Regions from separate parts of the Zea mays genome. Here region 2 is linked to region 1. Evidence: chromatin contacts called from public Hi-C data. All regions are on one chromosome and are shown on one strand. The core of a region is the stretch at or near the end of the contact, and the rest is flanking DNA. Distances in the headings are between cores, read along the strand shown. Region 1 holds the start of LOC100304223. Region 2 holds the start of LOC100284194.

What was found. A called contact is a pair of places that touch in the nucleus more often than the background predicts.
Region 2: a Hi-C map of ear shows a contact between it and region 1, with 5 times the contacts expected there. The contact joins the promoter of LOC100284194 here to the promoter of LOC100304223 in region 1. A contact is called at or near these places in 19 of 25 Hi-C or Micro-C datasets (bundle sheath, ear, endosperm and 6 more) and 1 of 3 datasets of contacts at active chromatin or transcription factors (leaf).

Annotation. Positions count from the first base shown.
Region 1 is chr2:25,469,263-25,476,516 of Zm-B73-REFERENCE-NAM-5.0, forward strand. It overlaps LOC100304223, which reads right to left and starts at 2,619. Exons shown (of 9, transcript NM_001361389.1): 1 at 2,254-2,619; 2 at 1,054-1,140; 3 at 694-783; 4 at 508-594; 5 at 295-420. The coding sequence starts at 2,280.
Region 2 is chr2:25,686,830-25,694,083 of Zm-B73-REFERENCE-NAM-5.0, forward strand. It overlaps LOC100284194, which reads right to left and starts at 2,517. Exons shown (of 4, transcript NM_001352049.1): 1 at 2,310-2,517; 2 at 2,105-2,193; 3 at 290-422; 4 at 1-196. The coding sequence starts at 2,478. The coding sequence ends at 291. It overlaps TRNAV-CAC (transfer RNA valine (anticodon CAC)), which reads right to left and starts at 3,055; the gene lies at 2,982-3,055. It also overlaps the pseudogene LOC103646166.

The sequences.
Region 1 (7,254 bases), core at 1,369-3,868:
AAAGATAATCAAGCAAAAGCTCCATTGGACAGTCACTTACACCATGGCTCCACTTTGGTTACTGATCAGGCATTTGTCGAGATCATTCTGGTTCTAATTATTGAATGCCGTATATAGCTACAAGAATAGCGTGTGACAAATTTGAGCAGCAAAAAATCAACATCAAGATATCAGAACATACTGATAAGAAGCAATGAGTCAGGTAGTGATGTGAAATATAGACTATGAAAATAACTAAATATTAATCAGAAAAATGTGGGTAACAGTGAACTTTGTTTAAGCATAAGAGCTTACATCAAAAGGAAGTCCAGCGATCCGGATTCCATCTATATGTTGGACCTGGGATCCATGCTGTCCTCGACATATCAAGGCACTAAGACCAGTAAACCAAGCCTCCGCCTCGACTTTATTCTTGCAGATCTTTGAAATGGGATAGGACATGAGTACATGCCATTTAATCAGAAATGAAAGAGAAGCAAGAAATCAAACTGAATCTCATTATAATACCAGATCGAGAGACCGCTTGCCATCATTATATATGAGGGAGAAGGATAAATGGTCCTTCTCGGGGAGCAGAAAACGTTGAAAAACCAGCTGAACAGAAATGCATGTTAACAGTTAGTTTTTTTCAGGAAAATAAGTTAAAATGGACCCCAAAAAACCTTTCCGTTTTTTTTTCCAAAACGCCCTTACCGTTCTTTGGCCTGAGAGAATCCTAGACACAGAAGCTAGTTTCAAACTTTTATCTTTGTTATTTGAAACCCAAACAAGAGTCGATTCATCCTGTCGAGAGAAGAAAAGGAATTTATATAAGTACAGACAGTAACTGCTGAAGGAGCATATGTATCCCTGACGATTCTGATTCATAAAATTCTTCAATTACTGCCATTTCTACTAACATGGTTTGATTGGTTTCAGGCAAAATTATGCAGTGCCATGGACAGTTAAAGGCTAAGATTTACATATAAAAGTAATGTAACAGATCCACATGTACCGGTGAAAGAAAATCATTTTCAGAACCATAATCAATCTAGAGTGGTGCAGAGAACTTACATTCGATAGTCTGAAGGGAATGAATTTAGGCTTTCCTTTGCGACCATATTTAAGGAGTTGAGTGCCTTTCTTTAGAGCAACAAGTGCCTGCAGAATTCATGGGGAAGCAAGAACAGACAGTTGTGAAGAACAGTTATGAGCATAGATTATTTCTACGCGTTGGAATTCGAGGACATCTCCGAGAAACGTGTTTCTTAATACACAACTGGCTGATTGCACCAATGCTACTGGGAAGTTCCAGGATGCTTCCTGGCCTCTTCCCTGAAAACAAGACTAATCAACGGAATTATTTGTACCATGGCATCGTTCTTTTCAGAGAGATTCTGATATTTGCCATCAGAAGAAACAGGTTTGTAAAATTGCCATCAGACCCACATTTCATAGACCTAGCTGGACCCACAATTTATAGACACAGTGGTAATTATAACAAGAAGACAACATTGTGAGTGGCAAAATCCAATTATCTCGTTCTCTTTTCATTATATTCTGGTCTCATGTCAGTTTATGCTAACATGGAAAGCAACAGCTGCAGTGTAATATGTTTGGCTATCCTCTAGGATTTGAGTATCCAAAAACATCGAGGATAATATGGATCGGTTACAGGGATAGGAGATACCGCCGCCGTAATACGACAGAGGAAACAGGGGTATATCGGTATATGAAGACAATGGAAGTTGTTGGACACAACAAGGTGACTAATCCTTACAAAGGGAATGCCAGCACTGAACCAAGCAAGCAGTTTAACGAAGGTTTGAAAGCAAACTCTGCATTTCCCCCCAAAATCTCGGACCCAAACCTCAGGGCTCACGCACTCCCCCACCAGGCGCGGCAGGCGGCACGCCGGTCGTTCCAGGCGTGGGTTGGATGGGGACCACCGAACCCGGGGCTGTGCGGTGCGTCTCGCCGTCCCGGGCATGGGCTTATTGAGTATTAGTCCGGGCGAAACGGAGGTCGGAAGAGAAGCTGAGCTGCCATGCCTCGGCCAGCTGACTTGAGCATAGAGCTGCCCCCCCCCCCCCCCCCCCCCCTGGTTACGCCCAGTGCGTCCTAGGAACTGTAGCTCTACAGTCTTCGCCCACATCGCCGCAGCAAGTGCGTTGGGGGAGGGGGGAGGGGGGGGCGAGAAAGAAAGAGAGAGAAAAAAAAGCAACAAAAGCGCAAGAGGCGGCGGCTGTAGAAACGAGTGAGAAAAAAATGGACCTTGTCGATGTCGACGGGATCTGCCATTCCATCGGCGGCCTCCGGTCGTCATGGACCTCCTCGCTTGGCTTTCATGAGCTCCTTCCCCTCGCTCCGAAGGAGCGCCCCACCAGAAGGTTTGAGTGGTCGAGTCGAGCGGGACGGAGCGGCGTTGACGGAATGCTGGCTCGGGAGTCGGGCCCCACACCGAGGCGAAGGGAGGAGGAGAGGGTGGTGGTGGAGTGGTGCGGTCGTGCGGGGGTGGAACCGTGGAAGGGAACAAGAAGAAGGAGAAGACGGAACTCACTCCGAAACAAGCTTTAACAACAAAGTTTAAAAAAAAAAGGAGTCTTGTTTGACGCCTCCCTCTGTCGCCAATGGCAGCGCAACAGGTAGAGGCGTAGAGTAGGGTTTTAGCCTGAATTTTACATGAATCATATAGAAATTTTTACAGGAATCGATTTATTTCACATAAAAGACATAGAAAACTTTTATCCAGGATCAGGATAGGAGGAGCTAAATATGAAGAAATTAGAGCTGGAGTTCAATGGAGATCTCTACAGAAATTAGGTGCAGTGAGGGCTGCGGGCATTGCCAGTTTGCCATGGATGGCCGTCAACCGCCGTCTCTATTCTTTTTCCCCCTCTCCTTGAAAGTTTTGCCGACGGCGAGCAGCATTAGATCACGCACGCACGAGAGCGAGTGCTCTCCCCCATACTCTGCTCTGCGGTACCCACAAACCAAAACGCAGCATGGCCATGCTGCTGCTGCACCTGACTCGCCCATTGCCGGTGCGGTGTGCTCGTTTTGTGCGGCCGTGCATGCATGCGCATCGCTCCTTTTTTTTTTCTTCTGTCTCATACTCACATATACCAGTTGGTGTTGCTGCTGCTGCCGCCGCCAAGATCGATCAACATCATCTGCCTGACTGCCTCGGGATCTGCCAGAATAGAATATAGCATTTGCCTCCTCTTCCTACTGCTGCTGCTGGGACCTGTCCTGCTTGAGCAATGAGCAGGTGCAGATAGTGTTAACATTCGCATCTACAACTTGACATGTTTTATTTATAATGTCTTTGCGATGAATTTATATATTTTATTTAACACAAATGCAAAAAGAGCCTCTAACCGAGTAGATTAGATAGTCTAAGTAGCACTCCTCGTTAGGGCTGCAAACGAGCCGAGCCGAGATCGGCTCGTTACGGCTCGCTAGCTGATCGAGCTCGGCTCGCCCATGCAACGAGTCGCAGAAGAGGCTCGGTTCGTGAGCTACTACTTGATAAATAATATTACACTATATAATTAGCTAAGTCTATAAATATGAAATATAGAATTATTATTTAATATTATGAGTAATCTAAATTATAAATGGTCATATATCCATTATTAAAGGCTAAAGAATGAGTCAAATATCTATAAAATTATTCAATATCAATCATCAATGTGTAGATTGATTAATTCGTTGCAGTTCGCGACCCAGAACGAGCCGGCTCGGCTCGTTGCACCAACGAACTCAAAAACTTAGCCCGACTCGGCTCGTTCGATACTCGCGAGCAGTTCCAAGTCGAGTCGCTTCGAGTTCGAGCTTATTTTCTAGCCCTACTCTTTTAGGTCCTAGGTTTGACGCCCCATGGGAGCAAAATTTCAAGTTGTGGTAAAAAAATTCTTTCTTTGTCCTATGCCAAAATGCAGGTCTAAGACTCGGCTTCGATCGTGGTCGTTCTCACATAGGCTACGGTGTCATTGTGTATAGGTGATGCAGGGATTCAAAGATTTTTTTGACTAAAGTGAGAAAGTTTTTTCTTAATACAATGTCCGATTATGTCTTACCCCGTACCGAGTTTTTTTAACACAAATTTATATTTTGCTGCCGGGACACCTGAACACCGTACCCAGACCCAGCTTGCGTGGCTGTACCAGATGAATGATTTTGCTGGATGCTAGTGCAAGTCGCATCACCTCGTGTACGTACTCGCCAAAGAATGCCAGGATGTGATTGAAGCTTTGTCGCCGAGTAATGCACCATGTGGGACTGCTTGCCTGCTCGCCGTTCTCAACTCTTAAGTACTAACTACATGAGGTGCTGCTTACATCCAGTGTAGGCTTATCATATACTTCAGTTTATACTAGGTGAGTATCCGTATGTACAACGGGAACATATATCATAATAACTTATATATAAACGTGTTATACTGTTATAAGTTATCGTGATATATATTTCCGTTGCAACGTACGAGCACTCACCTAATCACAAATAAAGTAACACAGGAAATAACATGTAGGTTATGGTAGCTTTTTGAGGCTAAGCTCATATTAATCGGCAAACTTCAAGCTTACCACCAAAACCAGTAAGCCTCCTCGAACTAACATAAGAGATTACACATCCATACTTCCCAAGGCTACAGCCACTAAGAGATCTAGATTTCAAAACATTACATTAGAACGAGACTTTGGATGAATCACATTAGCTTGCAAAATACGATAACCAGTAAATGGAGAACATTACATTTGAACCAGACTTTGGATGAATCACATCCCACATGGCTTTCAAAGATAACTCTGTTTCGGCCAGATCAGTTGCTCCAACAAATATGGTGACAGCCGAACAATCAAGTGCCTAGAAAAGGTCAGTTCAGATTCACTTCACTGAAAGTGTAGATAAAGATCGGAAGTCAAATGACAACAGCAAAACACATACCGATATCATCTTTGATGCATCGGACCAGGCTTGAAGTACCCTACAAAGTTGGGGATGTGACTGCTCCATTGTTTCATGTGAACTGCTCCCAGCACCAAGTGTAATTTCCAATAACCATGATGACTCAAAAGAAAACAGCCAAATACATTGTCATAAAACTATAGTATTTGCTTTGAACTACTTTATCTTAATAGGGACAATATATATACATACCAATGGCATGGGATGCCAGAAAAACCTCCTTAGTAGATCCCCTTTTCATGGTGTCGGAGAGGAAATTCTCCAGCCAGGTGGCGGAACGCACCCGCCCTAAATCCTAAGATGAGGAGGGGGCCTAAGCGTTTTGCCTGCTAGGTGGATTCAGGATGAACACAAGAACACATAAGGGTTTAGAGTGGTTCAGGCCACCGGAGCGTAATACCCTACTCCACTGTGTATTGTATTGAGACTGTGAGCTTGAGAGCTTGTATGAACTTGTGAGTCTGAGAGTCTGAGTGAATCTACCTTGTAACGTCGTGTGCCCTCACTTTTATAGCTCAAAGGGGGGCACGTACAAGGATGCTGAGCCCCGACATGTGGGCCCAGGAGCAAAACGGAGGGAATACATTATAGGAGTAACTAATGCGAGTACGCCTGAGCAATCTCCTGGCGCCATGTTGTCCGTAGTCCATGCAGTACTGATATGCTGCGGCTGCTTCCTTGGTAACGCGCGAGTAATGATGAGCGTAGTTGAAAGGGAAATGTGCCCTTGGGCCATTTCTAAGTATTTTGGTGATTAAGTGTCCAACACAAATGGTTATGTGTTAATCTATGCCAAATGGTGGACAAAGTGTAAATCAATACAAAGGTATGATTCTAGACTTAGTACATTGGTTTTTGTGTACTAACATATTTGTCTAAGTGCTAGAATCAGAGAAAAGACAAATGGAAAAGACTTGGCTCGAGCAGCCAAGACTCTGCTCAGTCTGGGTGCACCGGACAGTGTCCGGTGCGCTAGGCTGGCGCTGGTCAACTGGCCGCTCTCGGGAACTCGACGGCGGCGTACGACTATAATTCATCGGACTGTCCGGTGGTGCACCAGACTGTCCGGTGAGCCAATGGTCGGCCGCGCAATCCGCGCGTGACGCGTGGCCGGGCCAATGGTCTGATGGGGGCACCGGACTGTCCGGTGGGCACCGGACAGTGTCCGGTGCGCCAACGGCTCCAATTCTTCAACGGTCGGCTGCGCCAGAACAGGAAAGAAATCTGCACCGGACAGTGTCCGGTGGTGCACCGGACTGTCCGGTGCACCAGTCGACAGAAGGCAAGAATTGCCTTCCTGTATTGCTCTCAACGGCTCCTAGCTGCCTTAGGGCTATAAAAGGGACCCCTAGGCGCATGAAGGAGAATACCAAGCATTCTTTGATCATCTCTTAGCACCAAGACATCTCTCTAGCGCATTTGATTCGTTGTGATAGCAATTTGAGCTCCTCTTGAGTTGAGAACTCCGTGTGTGATCTTAGAGCTCAAGTTGTGACTTGTGTGCGTGTTTGTGCTCGTGCTTTGAGGCTTGTGTGTGTTGCTCTTCCCACTCTTACATCTGTGCTTCTTTGTGATCATCTCATTGTAAGGGCGAGAGGCTCCAAGTTGTGGAGATTCCTCACAAACGGGAAAGAGTAAAGGAAAAAGAACACTGTGGTATTCAAGTTGATCATTGGATCACTTGATAGGAGTTGAGTGCAACTCTCGTCCATTGGGACGCCACAACATGGACTAGGCAAGTGTTGTACTTGGCCGAACCACGGGATAAATCTCTGTGTCTCTTGTGCTTGTTCTCACTGTGTCAATTGTGGTTCACAAGAGCTCTCCTTAGCCACTTGATTTCATTGTGCTAACACTTAATCAAGTTTGTGGCTTTAAGTTTCAAGTTTTTACAGGATCACCTATTAACCCTCACCCTCTAGGTGCTCTCAATTGGTATCAGAGTCGTTCTCTTCAAGAAAGGGACTAATCGCCCGAAGAGGTGGATCCTAAGGGAAAGGGGATGGTGGTCAACGATAAGGAGAAGGAGTCCATCTTCAACGAGCCGAGGGATGACAAAGCCACTGACTCTGGCTTGAGTCAAAAGAAGAAGGACGGGAAGAAGAAGAGGCGGATCAAGAAGATAGTCTACTACGACAGCGACGAGTCTTCCTCTTCCCAAAAGGACGACGAATACGAGGAGAAAAAGAAAACGGTTAACTCGAACTTTTCTTTCGATTATTCTCGTATTCCGCAAAGTTCCAATGCTCATTTGCTTTCCATTCCACTTGGTAAACCTCCTCACTTTGATGGAGAGGACTACGG
Region 2 (7,254 bases), core at 1,267-3,766, 220 kb after region 1:
TATGCATTATTATTCTGACAGCTTAGAGCTGATTTGATGACCAGGGATCACGGGAGGATCGGAGAGGATTGAGGGGAAAATTAGTTCATTTCCCCCTCAATTCCCTTCGATCCCCCGTGATCCACTTGTCACAAAATCAACCAAGAACGAACAATTCAGCCTCGTCTCACTTCATTTTCTAACTTGTGTTTGCAAGCTGGAACAGGATCACATCGCAAATAGGTTACGTATCAGAAAAGCATTCACATGCCCTGCCCATTCAAGTTAACTCCAGGATTAACGTACATACCTCATGCACAATTACAAGACTTCTTCAGAGCATCGTAGACACCTTCAAGAGTCGCATCTTGTACCAGCACAACCTTTTCCCTCGATTTAGAACCCGAGCCTATAGACACTTCTCTTTTCTTCACCCCAAGTACCTGCATATCTCACGGGGGTTTGCAGAAATTATTACGACAGGGAAGAGAAAGAAGATGTCAGATGAGTCGTATACTGGGTCAAAAAAGATACATTTGGATTATCCTAGACTCCTAGTTTATAACCATATCTAGCTCAGGTTTTCTTTCTGCCTTTTTTTTTGTTAACAATGAACTTAAGATGTTGTTTCCATGTTCATTGTTAACTTTAAACAAACCTCTCTGAATAAAGAGGTAAATGTTAATTCGGTTTTGGTGTCCAACTTTAACTCCTTAACCTTCAGAAGAAGGTTAGTTGGAGAAGGGGCCCAGAGCCTTGAAGAATTGGAACGGATTTGTAACAGATTTTGTCTTTCTGCTTCGAAAGACAAAGCGGTTTGGATGTTAAACAAAAAAAGGTTTGGCTGTTAGATCTGTTTACAATATATGCAGATGTAACCTGGAAAAAGCCCCTACAGGATGATTTCGAAGGATAAGATCCCTCAGAGGATCAAAGTCTTTTTGTGCCTTATTATGAAAAATAGGGTCCTGTCCAAAGGTGAACTTGAAGGTCAGAAATGGGCGGGGGGGGGGTACTGGCTGTCCCTGGTGTGGCCATACAGAATGAACAGATCATATCTTTTTTGAGTGTCAGGTGGCTGTTTTCACTTGGTGCGTGATCAATATTGGCATTAAATTCGTTTGACATGCCAAAAAACATTGATAAAATGTTTGGAGATTTGTTGGGTACCTTTAATAAGAGTGATAAAAACATGATTATTGTTGGTTGTCGCGTGGTTTTATGGGCTCTGTGGAGATCCAGAAATGAAATTTGCTTTAACGATATTCTTCCTTTGCTGTTTTTGGATGGACTCTTGGGCCATTATTCAGAAAGAGAAGCAAAAAAATATGGTGGAGGCAGGAAGCAACCTCATCAGAAGACTGGCTAAAGAATCCTGTTAAAAAACACACCAAACAAACCTTTTCTTTACAAATGAAAAACTTAATCTATGTTTTAACGTGCATCTAACTTATTTCTCTCTACGGATTACATCTCAATTTTTGCTGCCCCCCCTCCCCCAAAAAAAAGACTCAAGACCAGCAATGGTTCAAACAATTTGCTAGACAAATTTGCCTTTTCAACATGCTTAATAAGCTTAAACAACAATTCAACATTCCGTTGGTGGCATGGTGCAAACCATAGTTTACCATGCTCTAAAATTCAGCACATGAATGTATGTTTAGTCTAAAATGACTACTATTTTGGGACTGAGGGAGTACATCATTGCAATAAGCAATGCAAAAATCAAGCACCAAAAAAGTAAACCAAGCTACTCTCGTGCTCTACAATCACCGGTGTAGATTAAAGACGCAGATTGGTTCCAGCAAATGAGCAACATCAGAAAATCAGTCATGTAACATTTCTGTGTCCCGGCTTTCCGATTGAAATTTCCAAACCAGAGGGTTCTTAAGTTTTATGTCATTCCTGGGGGTTAGATTGAACTGTTTAAGTTGCTATTCCCAGCGCTTTATGAAGTTGGTTTACTCATCAGAGTTGGATAATTTCTAGTAGCTTCCTTCTAAAGTTTATGCAATCAGGCTAGGGAGTATCGAGCTGTACTGTAGACTATACACTATTACGCAAATACAAGCAAATTCGTACTGATAAAATGTTTTAGTAAATGGGCGATGAATGAACTACTCACCGAGCTGATAAAGTCGACAAGCGCGGCGTTGGCTTCGCCATCCCTCGCCGGCGCGTCGATCTGCACGCCCACCGCCTCGTCCCCAATCTCTGCAGAATCCCCCCCGCGCGCGTCATCGTTTGAGCAAGGAGAAAGAGGAACAGACCCCCGTGACAGCCGAGATGGAGGCGCTAGAAGGGGGCAGTGAGACAGACCGGACCTGTACCTGTGATGGTGGCGACCTTGGAGCCGGGCTTGGCGTGTATAGATATGGCCACGGTCGACGGCGGCATCAGGCGGAGGCAGCCAGGGAACCCTACAGCTCCGGTACTCGCCGCCGCGGTGGGCGGCGGCGGCGCCGCCCCTTTGGCCTTGCCTCGCTTCCCCGGAGCCATCTCGTTTCGATCGAAGTGGGCCCCGGCTCGATTCGTTCCGAGCTCCAACTGAAGTGGGCCCACTTGCACCCGCAGAAGTAATAAACATTGGCTCGCCTGAGGTAAGTTGAAACTAGTTTCATGTTTTTCTAAGCTATATAAACAAGATATTCAAAGCACTTTTTTGATCTGATTGGATTTTAGGACTTCTATTTTTTTTACATTGAGATATTTTAAAAGATAACTTATATGTATTTCTTAAAGTTTAATTGATCCTTAAATTACTTAAATGTGTTAGGGTAAGTTATATATATTCCGGTTTATCTTTCTTTTACTTGGTGAACACTTGAAACTCATCTTGTTTTGTTTCTACTATCTGCTAGATGCAATTTTTGTAACATGCAGAACCAGCAGAAGGATAAAATGTGTACTAGCTACTTAGCTAGACGACAGGGATTAGATTAAAAGGCAAAAAAGTTAAATACAAACAGGGATTAAAGGAGGCAACAAATAAACAAAAAAAATGTCTGAGCCCAGGTTCGAACTGGGGACCTTTAGTGTGTGAGACTAACGTGATAACCAACTACACCACCCAGACAATGTGTCAAAGTACCATTTTTATGTTTAATGTTAATGTGTGTTGTTGACACTTGTGCCAAGATTTGGCTCCATATTGAAAAGAAAAGCCAAGATTTATTGTATAATTATAATTTTAACAATGAAAGTATACTAGGATTGTTTCACAAAAGATAACATTAAACATTTCCATTGTTACACTCGTGGTGTGTTTGTCACTATCTCCTCTCTTACAAATTGATGCATTTAACCAGCTGATTGTGGCAAGCCCGGTTGGAATAGTGAGCTCTGCTAGACCGGTCCAGTAAGTATTCAGTTACAGCCGGTGACAATGGGGCTCTAAATTTTAGAGTACCTTCAACCGTTTCTAAAAATATATCTTCCAATAAACAATAATTGGGATGACCTTAAATGTCTTTGCTCCTTAAAAAAATATTGGACTCCAACATATCCCTTTAATTTCCTAAAAAACCGATAAACTTGGTAATTCACGAGCTCTTCGTTTGCCTTCACCAAGGAGCGTGGTCGGCGTGGGGTGCAGCCTCCATCGTGAAGAAGGTTTTAGCTAGCCCGCCGTCAATGAGAAGTTGGCCAAGATGGGCCACTGCTCGCTGCAGGGTGAGCTAGAGATGCCCCCGCGTCGCACGCTTCTCTATCAACTCTCTCACATCTCCGTTGTCCGCATCATTGTCGCCGACCGCGGTAGGTTGCCACGCTTCTCCCTCTACTCCCCCGCGGCGTGAGCAGGAGCTAGAGATGTCGCACGGCTGAGCTCGGGCCGAAGATTGGGAGCACAAAACGGCGCGCAAAGGTTTACGCAGTGAAGGAGGTTCTTTTCGTGTGCGGAAGGATACAGAGAGCTGACAGGGATCCGTTGGATGAGAGTTTTCGCATTTTCCCAAATTAAGGATTAGAATTAGTATTATTAGGATTTATTGGAGATGCTCTTACACTATAAAATTTAAAGATCGGATTACGATCAGACTCTGTTTCTATTTATTTTTAAACTAAAATTTAATTAGAACCCTAACATTTTATGAAGAAGCATTTACATCGTGATCCATAACCACTCGAGGGATGGCAATGGACACCCGAAACCCGATGGGTAAAAACTCTATTAGGGCACGGGTATGACGGATTTTGATACCCATGGGTATTTTATTGGGTCATTTGTTATGCCCATCGGGTACGGTGGGCGTGAGTATGTTCTATGTTGCCCCATACCCGCTACCCGATGGGGAACCCGCTAATATATGACACGTGGGTCTAGATTCAAATATTAAGTATTGTGTATTGAACAATTAGATTTGAAGTCATGATTTTTTCCACAGTTTTGTAGAATCAATGCTATGTTTTGTGTGATTTGAAGGCATGATGTTGCCATTTAATGTTGAATATTGTTGAACCCGTGATAAAATTATGTTGGGTTCGATACATTTGTTATGCTGGTACTTATTTTTATGATTCAAATGATCATGTCTATCGTAATGTTAATGGGTATGAGTACACAATGGGTACCCGCTACCCATGGTGGGTATGGGTATGACGTAATTTTGTACCCATGATGAGTAGTGGGTATGAGTATGGGTTAATTTTTTCTTAATGGGTATGAGTATGGCTTCGTGTGCCCACTGGATACCTTACCCACTGCCATCCCTCCACTCCTAGTTACAGCACTTTTAAGCAACCCTTTTATCTAATTCAAACACGTTACGTTGCATGCTGGTGTTAAGCTGTTTTTGATTAATCAGTTATTTGTTTAATTATTCACTTGGTCCTTTATAGCCTGAATAATACAATAGCTAGGTGACATCTGTTTGGCGTTGCATGCTATATATCAATTGTAACTAGGGTTGTGATAGTTCACAATTTGTTTGGACTCTTAAATAATGTTAGTTTAAAAATGAATAGGAATATAACTTGATCCTAATCCGATTTGATGTTTAAATTTTATAATTTAAATTTTAGAGCCTATTACCATCCTAATTGTAACACGCTACACTCACAGCACGTCAGCTGAATCAACAAGGTCATCTTCCAGGTACACCATATGAGCAAACCTTTACCACCAAAATTTAGGTCCCTTTTAGTTTCTTTAGTCCAGTGACTAAAGTTTAGTTAGGAGACTAAAATTTAGTCCTTACCATATTTGGTTCTAGAGACTAAAATTATTCAAGACACATTAAATGAATCATAAGAGTACTAAAATACCCCTTAGCATTCTCCCGCAATTAGTACAACTGAAATAAAGGAGGGGCAAAAGACGGAATTTATATAGTTTAGTCCTATTTAGCCACCCCTTGAGGGACTAGAGACTAAAACAGTTTAGTCTCTATTTTAGTCCCACCTTTTGGCAATTTAGGGATTAAATGAGACTAAAATGAAGGGACTAATCTTTAGTCCCTCAAACCAAACGGGGCCTTAAGCAACGCAAGAAAATTTTGCCAAAAATAGACACCCCCGCCCCAAAAACAAAATTCTTGTAGCAAAGAAAAAAAGGAAAAATGTCTTGAATGTTAAGAGCAACCAATATGACATATCCCTCAGAACGCCAGGTCTCAACAGTGTACTCACAGATATTGGTTCCTTCAACCTCCCATCAAAGTGATGAGGAGGGAGCACCAACTGAATGAGCACTCAGATTACTAAAATGTTCATCACAGGGATGGATATACGACAATCACATAGGAAGCATACAAGAGCCAAGTTAGGGATGGATATACGACAAGCACATAGGAAGCATACAAGAGCCAAGTTAGGGATGGATATACGACAAGCACATAGGATGCATACAAGAGCTAAGTTGAAGGGAAACTGACATCCTGCCAACATGTCACAATGCAAGCTGTAAGCAAAATATTCTGAAGCAAGCAAAATACATCTTGATCAGCTTGCTGAGAAACCTTTTCCTCGGTTGTAAATCAAGAATTTCCAAATGATAGGCCAGGAGCAATATGAGACCATGGCCAGTTGCTACTGCAAAAAAAGCTGCCATTCAATGTTGACCCAATTGGATTATGAGCAAATTAAGGATGGTTGTTATACAACAGTCATCCAATAAAACCAGTAGCGTTCAAACTTAAACAGCTCAGTGAGGCCCAGAATTGAGTTTTCTGTTTAAGGGCGTTTGATAAAAATGAACAATAGGATTATAGAAGAGAATAATTACATCTGCTACAGCCATCACATCATCTTCACTGACTCCTTGTTCTTTCAACTCCAGGACCGCCAAGCAAAAGCTCGTGCTGGTGGTGGATCAAATCCACTGAAAAGGACCGGGAAACGATGCATTTTGTTCTCAAAGTGAGAAACTCAAATAAAACAAGCTCAAAACTGTAACACCATCAGTAGTAGGACCAAAAAAAGAGCCAATTATCATGTGGCGGCATACAGATGGAAGGTGAAGATAGTCACCAAGGTACCAAACTAATACTAGAATGTTCAAAGGGACTGTGTTAATTGATACTCCCTCCGTTTCTTTTTATTTGTCGCTGGATAGTGCGATTTTACACTATCCAGCGACAAATAAAAAGAAACGGAGGGAGTAAATTCTAGAACCTCATTAATCGGTTTGCATGTGTGCATCCATCATATTAAGCAACTGTTCTCATCTAATCCATCAACTATATAACAGTATTCATAGGTTGAGTGATACAATCAGGCTTCAACGAACAATCAAGCAAATCCCATATACACAATAGAAATGGAGTAAAAACAGAAAAGTGGAGAACAGCAAAACGGTAGAACTGTAAAAGAAAAACCATCCTGCCCTCCACTTCAATATTATTTTAACTATGTACAGCTTTGCAGAACGACATTTCTATAGGGAAAATCACATAAGAAAAGAGAAGGATCTTACTTGATTGCATCATGGCATAGCGAATCCGGATGTTCTTTTTGTTTAGCTTCCTAACATACACATCATCAGAAACTCGATCTTCTTAGGGGGTGTTCAAGTTGTTGGACTATATAATCTGGACAGATTATAATCCCAAACAAACACCCCTTAATCTTCCCATCATGCGAGGAAATGTCACTGGTGCTGCCCTAATGCACAAGCGCGCTTGTTTCAGTAAGCCAGAAAGCAGCATGGAGAACAATTGTTACGGAAGACAAATGACATGACACTATTAAACAAATTATTTAGTATAAGCATACATAGACACACCAGGCATCTTCGGTTTATACATACGACGATACAAATGCAGCACAACTGAACCA